Linked DNA regions of Mus musculus: all the other regions are linked to region 3. The links are chromatin contacts, called in public HiChIP or PLAC-seq and promoter capture Hi-C maps. All regions are on one chromosome and are shown on one strand. The core of a region is the stretch at or near the end of the contact, and the rest is flanking DNA. Distances in the headings are between cores, read along the strand shown. Region 1 holds the start of AV039307 (expressed sequence AV039307). Region 2 holds the start of Tmem62 (transmembrane protein 62). Region 3 holds the start of Pla2g4f (phospholipase A2, group IVF).

Evidence for each region. Promoter capture Hi-C pulls out the DNA fragments that hold promoters and counts their contacts. HiChIP or PLAC-seq counts read pairs in DNA pulled down with a chosen protein or histone mark.
Region 1: a promoter capture Hi-C map of embryonic stem cells shows a contact between it and region 3, with 2.4 times the contacts expected there. The contact joins the promoter of AV039307 here to the promoter of Pla2g4f in region 3. A contact is called at or near these places in 2 of 39 promoter capture datasets (embryonic stem cells and liver) and 1 of 9 other capture datasets (embryonic stem cells).
Region 2: a contact with region 3 is called in an H3K4me3 HiChIP or PLAC-seq map of bone marrow-derived macrophages, with 4 times the contacts expected there. The contact joins the promoter of Tmem62 here to the promoter of Pla2g4f in region 3. A contact is called at or near these places in 2 of 115 datasets of contacts at active chromatin or transcription factors (bone marrow-derived macrophages and embryonic stem cells).

The regions. Positions count from the first base shown.
Region 1 is chr2:120,849,254-120,851,982 of GRCm38.p6, forward strand. It overlaps AV039307 (expressed sequence AV039307), which reads left to right and starts at 1,403. Exons shown (of 4, transcript NR_038350.1): 1 at 1,403-1,512. Ttbk2 (tau tubulin kinase 2) reads right to left here and starts at 1,165. Exons shown (of 16, transcript NM_001024856.2): 1 at 803-1,165.
Region 2 is chr2:120,975,756-120,978,455 of GRCm38.p6, forward strand. Tmem62 (transmembrane protein 62) reads left to right here and starts at 1,307. Exons shown (of 14, transcript NM_175285.3): 1 at 1,307-1,723; 2 at 1,944-2,055. The coding sequence starts at 1,544.
Region 3 is chr2:120,312,890-120,315,589 of GRCm38.p6, forward strand. Pla2g4f (phospholipase A2, group IVF) reads right to left here and starts at 1,276. Exons shown (of 20, transcript NM_001363073.1): 1 at 1,057-1,276; 2 at 158-230. The coding sequence starts at 1,167.

The sequences.
Region 1 (2,729 bases), core at 153-2,652, 540 kb after region 3:
TCCATTCACAATACACTCTCTCACACACATTCAATTCTACTAAATAACATCTTCCCATCATATACAGGTTAAAATAGAATTGTCTTCTTTAAATGTTAAAGGACAGCTTCCAAAGCTAGGGGAGAGAAGCCTATCAACTTTAATCCAAAGCAAAGTACAACTCAATGTCATTTTTACCTCTAAGGCAGCGCCACAACTGAAACAAAATGAACTTCATTTAAGGATCAGGTATCCTAGCATCCCCATGATTATTTACTTCTCTGACTCGACAGTGCGTATATGTAGGCTCTTTTGTCCCTCTTTTGGCATCCCCGCGTATCAACAGCATCATCTTTGTCAAAGCAAATCCCTCTGGTCATTACTTCAATACTACAAAGTCCCGGCCTTCCTTGTTACCACACAAATGAGATTCGGTAGTCCCGTCACTCTTCCATTACAGTGGGAAAAGCAAGATAGAATGAAACGCTCATAATTTCAAAAGACTCCTCTCTGCTCGGTCCTGGTAGCCAGAAGAGTCATGAGTACAAGTGATATATGGGTCACCCACAGAAACAGACGAAGCAGCTTCATGAACCTCCAAGTTCAGGGAAGGCACCCAAAGCCTCCGGGGAAATGGGGCAGAACCAGAAAGATCTGTGGGATGAGGATCAATTTGGGTCTGGCGTCGCCTCAGGGCGTGGGCATAAGAAACCCAGGGGTCTCGGGCAGTCTCCCCTCCACGCCTCGGTTGAGCTGAACGAGGGATGAGGCGGGCGCAGGGAAGCTTCTTGGAGACGCCCTGGGGCTCGGGGGTGTGTCCTACCTGGGCCGCGGCGGACGCAGGATCTCTGACGGAGGACGAGGGTCTAGCTCAGGGTCCGCACCGGCAGGAGTCACCGCTCAGCAGGCGGGCCCGCCACCGCCTGCCCATCCCCCGCCGCCCACTGCGGCGGGACCGGAGCGCGGCTTAGACGGCCGGCGGTCCCTTCGGATGCCGTCCGCGTCTAAAGGCGGCGGCAGCGGCTGCGGGTATTGCTGCGGATTGTCCCGGGCCGCTGCTCTCGTGCCAGCCCCTGCTCCTCCTCCTCCTCCTGCCGCCGCCGCCTCCTCGTCCCTACCGCTCCCATCGCCGCTGCGGCGACTACTGCAGCGCCCGCTGACCCGGCCCGACGTTACTCTCCCCCCCGCAAGCCGCACAGCCTAGCCCACCCGCCCTGCCAGCGCGCACCGCCCACCTCTCCGCCGCGGGTGCTGATTGGAGAGCACGTTCCCAGCCTGTGGCGTCGGTTGGCTAGTCCCATTGCCTATCAGGAAGGGGGCGGAGAATTGGGCCGAGAGTGTCTCCGCCCCCCACCGGAGAATTGCCGCTATCTTCAGGTTTGCCTGAGAGGGCGAGTTACCGGGAAAGGAGCATCACAATGACAGTGCGCGTGTGCTTGGGAATTCTGGGACTCGTAGTTCCAGCCTCCGCTGCAACGGCCGGCCTGTCCTGAGGAGAGATGTAAGGCGCAGTGCTTCTGAGAGCCGACTTCAGTAGGTGTTCTCCTAGCTCAGCGTGCTTATGGCCACAGAGTTGGGCCCTTTGGAAGAAAATTGGTAATGCTTTGTCACTGAGGCGGTCGCGTCGAGAATCGTGAGGCCGGGTCATTGCTTAAGGTCTACTCGCCTGCTCAGACCTAGAGCTGCCAGGATCTGGGAAATGGGCGCTGTCCCCTAACCTAAGCTGCTAACTAGGGCCGGGAAACCCGAAGGTATTGGGAGAAAAGAAAGGAGTTACAAAGATGTCAGCCTGGCGAGGGAGTGCCCATTCACAACCCACGAAAAAAGATTTCATTGGCTTTTTGATAAAGACAATGAACAACTTTCATGTGGACCAGTCTGGGACTCTAAGCTTGGAGTTTGCAGGAGTGGCTCAAGACACACAAAGACTAACTATGAAGGGTGGGACACCGAGGCTGTATGGGAGACGTATTTCATGTTGAATGTGCCAAGCTCTTTGGTGAAAAAAAACAAAACAAAACCTAAGAGTAAGTCCCTCTTCTTTCTTTACTATCCATTATATAGACATTAAAAATTAAGAATAAACTTTACCAAGATCACAAAACTGATGTCAAAACCAAACTGCGGACCTATTCCATATTGTATGCCCAACGTTCTTTTTTCCTTAACAATTGCAATGACTGCCACGAGTTTGCCAGGAACAGAGAGGATGCAATGGTATGAATTGTAAAGGTTCACTTTTTGTTTTTGTTTTTGTTTTTGTTTTTGTTTTTCGAGACAAGGTTTCTCTGTATATCCCTGGCTGTCCTGGAACTCACTCTGTAGACCAGGCTGGCCTCGAACTCAGAAATCTGCCTGCCTCTGCTTCCCGAGTGCTGGGATTAAAGGCGTGCGCCACCACACCCGGCTCAAAGGTTCACTTTTACTTTCAAATATTTTCTTAGGTGACAAAAGTGTTCTTACTGTTAAGGAACTACCATCCTCTTTATATTCCTTTACAAGCAGGAGACATCCTTACTGCCTGTCATGTGCAGACTCTTGGACAGAAACCAAAACAAAAGACAACTGATGGTGAGGTCATCTTGTTCTATTCAAACATGAAGGCGTTGCCAGATTGTTTTGTTTCTATTGATGAAAGTTGGAAAATGCTTTTTTCCCCCATTATTCAATACAGACATGTGCTACAAAAACAGGTAGAATTTAAAAATTAGGTTAAGATACAAATGGGTTTCATTGTGGAATCTTCATTG
Region 2 (2,700 bases), core at 57-2,556, 660 kb after region 3:
GGCTTGAGCCACTAAGCTTGGCTTATTTTAAAGGTTTGTATTGTGAATTGTTTCTAGTATCTTTATTTTCCTTTTACAGTTAAATTTTTTTAACATTTTATTTTTAAGGGCTGAAGAAGTGCCTCAGTGGTTAAGAGTACTTGTGGCTCTTACAGAGGATTGAGATTCCGCTCTCAGCACTTACATAGTCCTTCACAACAGTCTGCAACTCCAGTGCGAAGGGATTCAGTGCCCTCTTCTGTCCTCCATGGGCAATTCACACACATGGTACACAGACATACATGCAGGCAAGATACTCATACCCATATGATAACAATAAAGATTCTAAAAAATATTTTGTAGGGGCTGGAGAGATGGCTCAGCAGTTAAGAGCCCTGACTGCCCTTCCAGAGATCCTGAGTTCAATTCCCATAACCACATGGTGGCTCACAACCATCTGTAATGGGATCGGATGCCCTCTTCTGGTGAGTCTGAAGAGGGTGACTGTGTACTCACATACATAAAATCAACATGTAAATCTTTTTAAAAATTGTAATTAATTTTTTGGGGGGATAGGGTCTCTCTACATAGTCCCAGCTGTCCTGAAACTCATTATGTAGACCAAGCTGGCCTCGAACTCACAGAAATCTTCCTGCGTTTGTTTCCCAAATGCTGGCATTAAAAGTGTGTGCCATCACACCCACCTAAAAATATTTTATTTTTGTACTAATTATATGTGTGTCTGAAAGTGGGTTTATGCAACCCAGTGCATTCTCTATAGAGAACAGAAGGGGGCGTTGTATTCCCTGGCGCTTGTGGTCAGAAGCCTTCTAATGTAGGTGCTGGGAACCACACTGGAAATGCTCCCTTATGTTTTCTGTTTGCATCAATGGCTTATTACAGTCCAGAGATGTTGAACTGATTGAAAAATTACAACACTGACAATATATCCCAAGGAAATATTGTTTAAAGCACGATTTGTATAAAAATGTTTATTCTTAATAGCAACACATATTAAAGAGTTGAAAGCCAACAATAAAGAAGTAGGTTTGATAAATTAAGGCCACGACTAGACTCTAATTCTGCTTCAGGCAATAGAAAAAGTTAATTTACAAGTATACTACAGTGCCACAATACCATAACAAGTACATATAAAATCAGATTAAGGAAAAAGATAATTTCCACAAGATAAGGAATCCTGTGGGGTTATGTTATTCGTGAAGGAGCCAGAGTGAGCCGCCCGTCGCATTTGTACTTTAAGAGGCGTCCTGATACTCACTTTGATTCTCACAAGCACCCCGCACGCACGCAAGGTGTCATTAACTTCGCTTTACAGGTGCTGAGGTCGCACCACGGTCAGGGATGCCAGACCCTGGTGGAGCCAGGTGGCGAGCTGCCTCCCTGCCACCCCCTCGCTTGGCTCTTCCTGGTCCTCACTAGGTTGTCAAACGCCGGGCAACCGGGCTGCCGCGGCGCGGAGGCCTGGGCTGAGGCGAGTTGCGGAGGCGGCGGGAGGCCACAGAGGCCGGAAGTGCGGGCCGGAGCGCTCCGGGGCTGCGCCGAGATGGCGAGAATGCTGGCGGTCCGGGTGGTGGCAGGGCTGGCGGCGGCCGCGGTGGCCGCCCTGCTGTTGGAGCACTACGGCCTGGCTGGGCCGACTACGCCGCTGCCGAAGCCCAGAGGCTCCCAGAGGCCGCACCCCGCCCCGGGCTCGGAAGCCAACAACATCTTCTGGGGGCTGCAGGTGAAGTGGCGGGAGGCCAGGGGAGGGCACAGCGCGGGGCGGGCTCGCCCAGCAGGGGGCCTCGGTCGCAGTCCGCCGGGAGGCTCGGCTCTCCTTCCCCGGGGTTCGTTAGGGCATCTTTTTCTTTCCCTTCCGCTCCCCGAGAGCTGACGGGCCACCCGTGTCGGTGCGGCTCTTCCTGACTCAGATAACGTGTCTGTCCAATGCCTGCTTTTGACAGATATCCGACATTCACCTGAGCAGATTTCAAGATCCAGGCAGAGCGCTGGCCTTAGAGAAGTTCTGTTCGGAAACTATTGACATCATTCAACCGGCTCTTGTCCTGGCCACTGGTAGGAAGGATTCCTGTGCTGTGTGCGGTGCGGTGGTGGTGTTCTATGGTCCTGATGGTAGAATGGGCAGCAGCTATTCGCTTGAGGGTGTTGGCAACTCTGGCCCTAGACCGTCAGTGAGCCCTTTGAAGTGGTGGATAATGGAGTCAGGATCCAGGCTAAATGCTTTGCCATCTCAAGGTTTTTCTCAGTAGGAATAAGGCTTGTGATGCTTACGACCAGATGTTGTCTGCCATATTTGTGTTGTGTGTGTGTGTGTTTATGTGTGGGTGTGTGCGCACGTGCGCGTGTATTGATGGTGATGATGTCCTGATGAATTTGAATATTAGGGGGTGCCCTATAACCGGGAATCAAAAGCTCTCCTTTGCTGACTTATATTTTTCTGTACAAGGAGGTTATGTTTTCAGTTGTTTGAGGACTCTTCAAACCTGTGCACGTGTGAGCCCAAAGGTTGGGTAGGAAAAGCTCCAAAGAGTTGTGTTCTGTGTTCTGTTTTTTGGGTGGCTCGGCTGTCACTCACCCTTCTGAAACATGTCTCTTACTAAGATGAAGTATCTGTCCTCAGATAATGAATAAGTCCCTGCTTCAGGTGTTCTGTTTACTTCCTAGAAACTTTAGCATTTCATTGGTCAAACTAGATTGTTT
Region 3 (2,700 bases), core at 26-2,525:
CCACCCTACCACCCTACTCCAAGAGAGCACACACACACACACACACACACACACACACACACACACACACACACACACACAGACACAGAGAGAGAGAGAGAGAGAGAGAGAGAGAGAGAGAGAGAGAGAGAGAGAGAGCAAAGCAAGGATTACTCACACTTATCTGTGTGCTGGATGTTTCTGGCCCTCAGCACCTTCACTTGAAGGTCGTAGTATGGGTGGGTTTCCTGCTGAAACAACAGAACCCTAGGAACTCAGTTCCAGGAAGCTAGGGTTGGCCTGATCTCCTCTCTCAAGTGTTTTCTGGCTTGAGTTTCTACTCTGTCTTACCATAGAACTTGCCTGGCCCAGGTCACTAATGCTCCTATGCCAGGAGCTCTGGGAAGCTTTTGCAAGGCGCAGGGTGCTGGGTGGTCAGGATTGGTGAGGGGCCTGGAATCTGGGGACCAGCTCAACTCTTAGTGTTCCCATGAGCAGCTAAGCTAGGTACGCTTTATAATGGTCAGCCTGCAGCTGCCCTCTAGACGTGACCTGGGCACTAGGATAATGTATTTAAGAAGGTCAAACACTAAAAGAGAAAGCCAGAACCCACTGCACCCACCAGCTTCCATGCAGGGGCTGAAAGACCAACCAGAGGCAGGAATGGGCAAGGGGAGGGGAAGCCAAGTCTCCTAGCTTGTTCTGGTCTGATAAGTCACTAGATTGAAGACTGAGCTCAAAACAAAACAAAACAAAAATGATGATGCCAGATTGCAGCCTTCTGGGTGTTAATCTACCCCCTGAAAACCCAACAAACCCTTCTCCCTTCTCTCCACAATGGTTATACAGCTAGACTAGTGCATTCCTGGCAAACCAACCACAGGCAATGGTCTCAGGCCGCCATCATTTCTTTTTGGAGGCCTTGGCCTGTCTCTCTAGTTTGAGCTTTTCCAGGTTGTCTGTGGTATGTTCCACCCTAAATCAAACCCCAGTGCAATGGCTGGCTTAGTCCCCACGGGGTGCCAGCCATCTCCCAGGACTCCAGCCAGCTTTTCCCAAGTGAGATCAGTACATTACCCGCCTATGCTTCCATTGTGGTTCGCTCTTTTCTGTCTTCCGTAGCAGTATGGCTCCAAGAAGGGGAAGTCCCTTGCCTGCCAGCCACTTTGGCTGGAGAGTCCAGGGCATGGCCAGCAGTAGCAGCTCAGGTCCCAGTAGGGAGCTTGCCTGTTTCCCAGAGCCACCCTTTCTCTGGCTATATTCACTGTCGCTCAGGTCTGACAAGTAGCACAGGAGTGGGAAGGGTGGAGCCACTGCTAGGCTGAGGCACCGGGGCTGGAGGAGGGGTTTGAAGTGCTCCAGGAGGGGTTTGAAGTGCTCCAGGAAATGAGTGGAGCCTGCTTTCCCTAGGCAATAGGCAAGTTGCTCCCTTTCCAAGAGACTCTTGGGGTCCTGCTTAGCTCTCTGGTCTCCAACTCAGGCCCTGCTTAGCTGAACTAGTTGTGAAAAACAGACACCACTCCCATCCCTTGCCATGTATGGGTAGGGCAAGAGCCCAGATATTCTTGTTTCCAACTAGTCTGCCATTAGCAGAAGTCAGGAGGTACTATAATCAGGGCTAACCTCATCTAGCTGCCAGAAAGCCCCACACCATCTCTCCTTCAAGTCCCACTTTCTCCACAGCTCTTAAGCAGAAACAGAAATCTCTGGCTCGGGTTTTTATGGGGAATCACTGACATTTATTGTCTCTTTTGGCCTCCCTCAGTTATTTCCTTAACACAAAGGTCATGGTATGTCTGTACCAAAGCCACCCACACCCTGAAAAGATTCATTTCATGACTCCTTTCCTGGGTTGGTAGAAGTGCCTGGTGCTTCAGGCATAGAGGCGGGGGCATGGCCAGGTATTGTAAATAAGGACAGAAGAGAGGCAGGCCTCTCTATCCTTAAACTGCCAGAGATAAAGGCTTTAAAGTGTCCATGACCATTTTGAGGCTCCGGCTGCAACCGCATGTCATGTCCTTTCCTGTGGACCACAGTCATCTAGGTGGCGAGGCAGGGACAGTGGCTAGCAAAAGTTCCTAGGAGACTCTTTTCATCTCTTTAACCATAACCCTTTCATATAGCTAAGGGTAGTGGTACACAGAACCCCAGGACAGGCAGGAGGCTCACTTGAACTCAGCATCGTGAGACCAGTTTAAGGTACCAGATAAGACCCCCATCTCGACCAGGTAATCTCTACTGCCTTCCCTCCCTCACACATCCACAGCTGGAGGCTGCAATGACATCCACAAAGGTGAATTAACTCCCAAACGAACAGGCCATGCTCAGACCAGAAATTCCAGAACCAGAGGTGACGTAACTGTGGTGACCTGCTTCACCTCAGATAGATTGTAAAAGAGATCTGACTCAGAGATGGCTAAGCCCAGCCCCCTTGCTGAACATGGATAGTTCAGCACCTGGATCCCAGGCTGAAGCTGGGGCTTTGGGTAAGGAGGGGCAGAGTTCTAGCTGGCTGAGTGCTTTTGGGCTTAAACCATATTCTCTGCTCGGAAGCCATCTCCCCATGCCTCAACAGACATGCCTCAACTCAAGTTCTGGATGCTTTTCACTGGCAGAAGATCTTCAGGACAGCCACAGACAGACAGCTAGGGTATCACAGAGGGACCAAACTGGCATTTTAGAACCAGGAAAAGTGAGCCAACTTTACTTTTCAAACAGAGT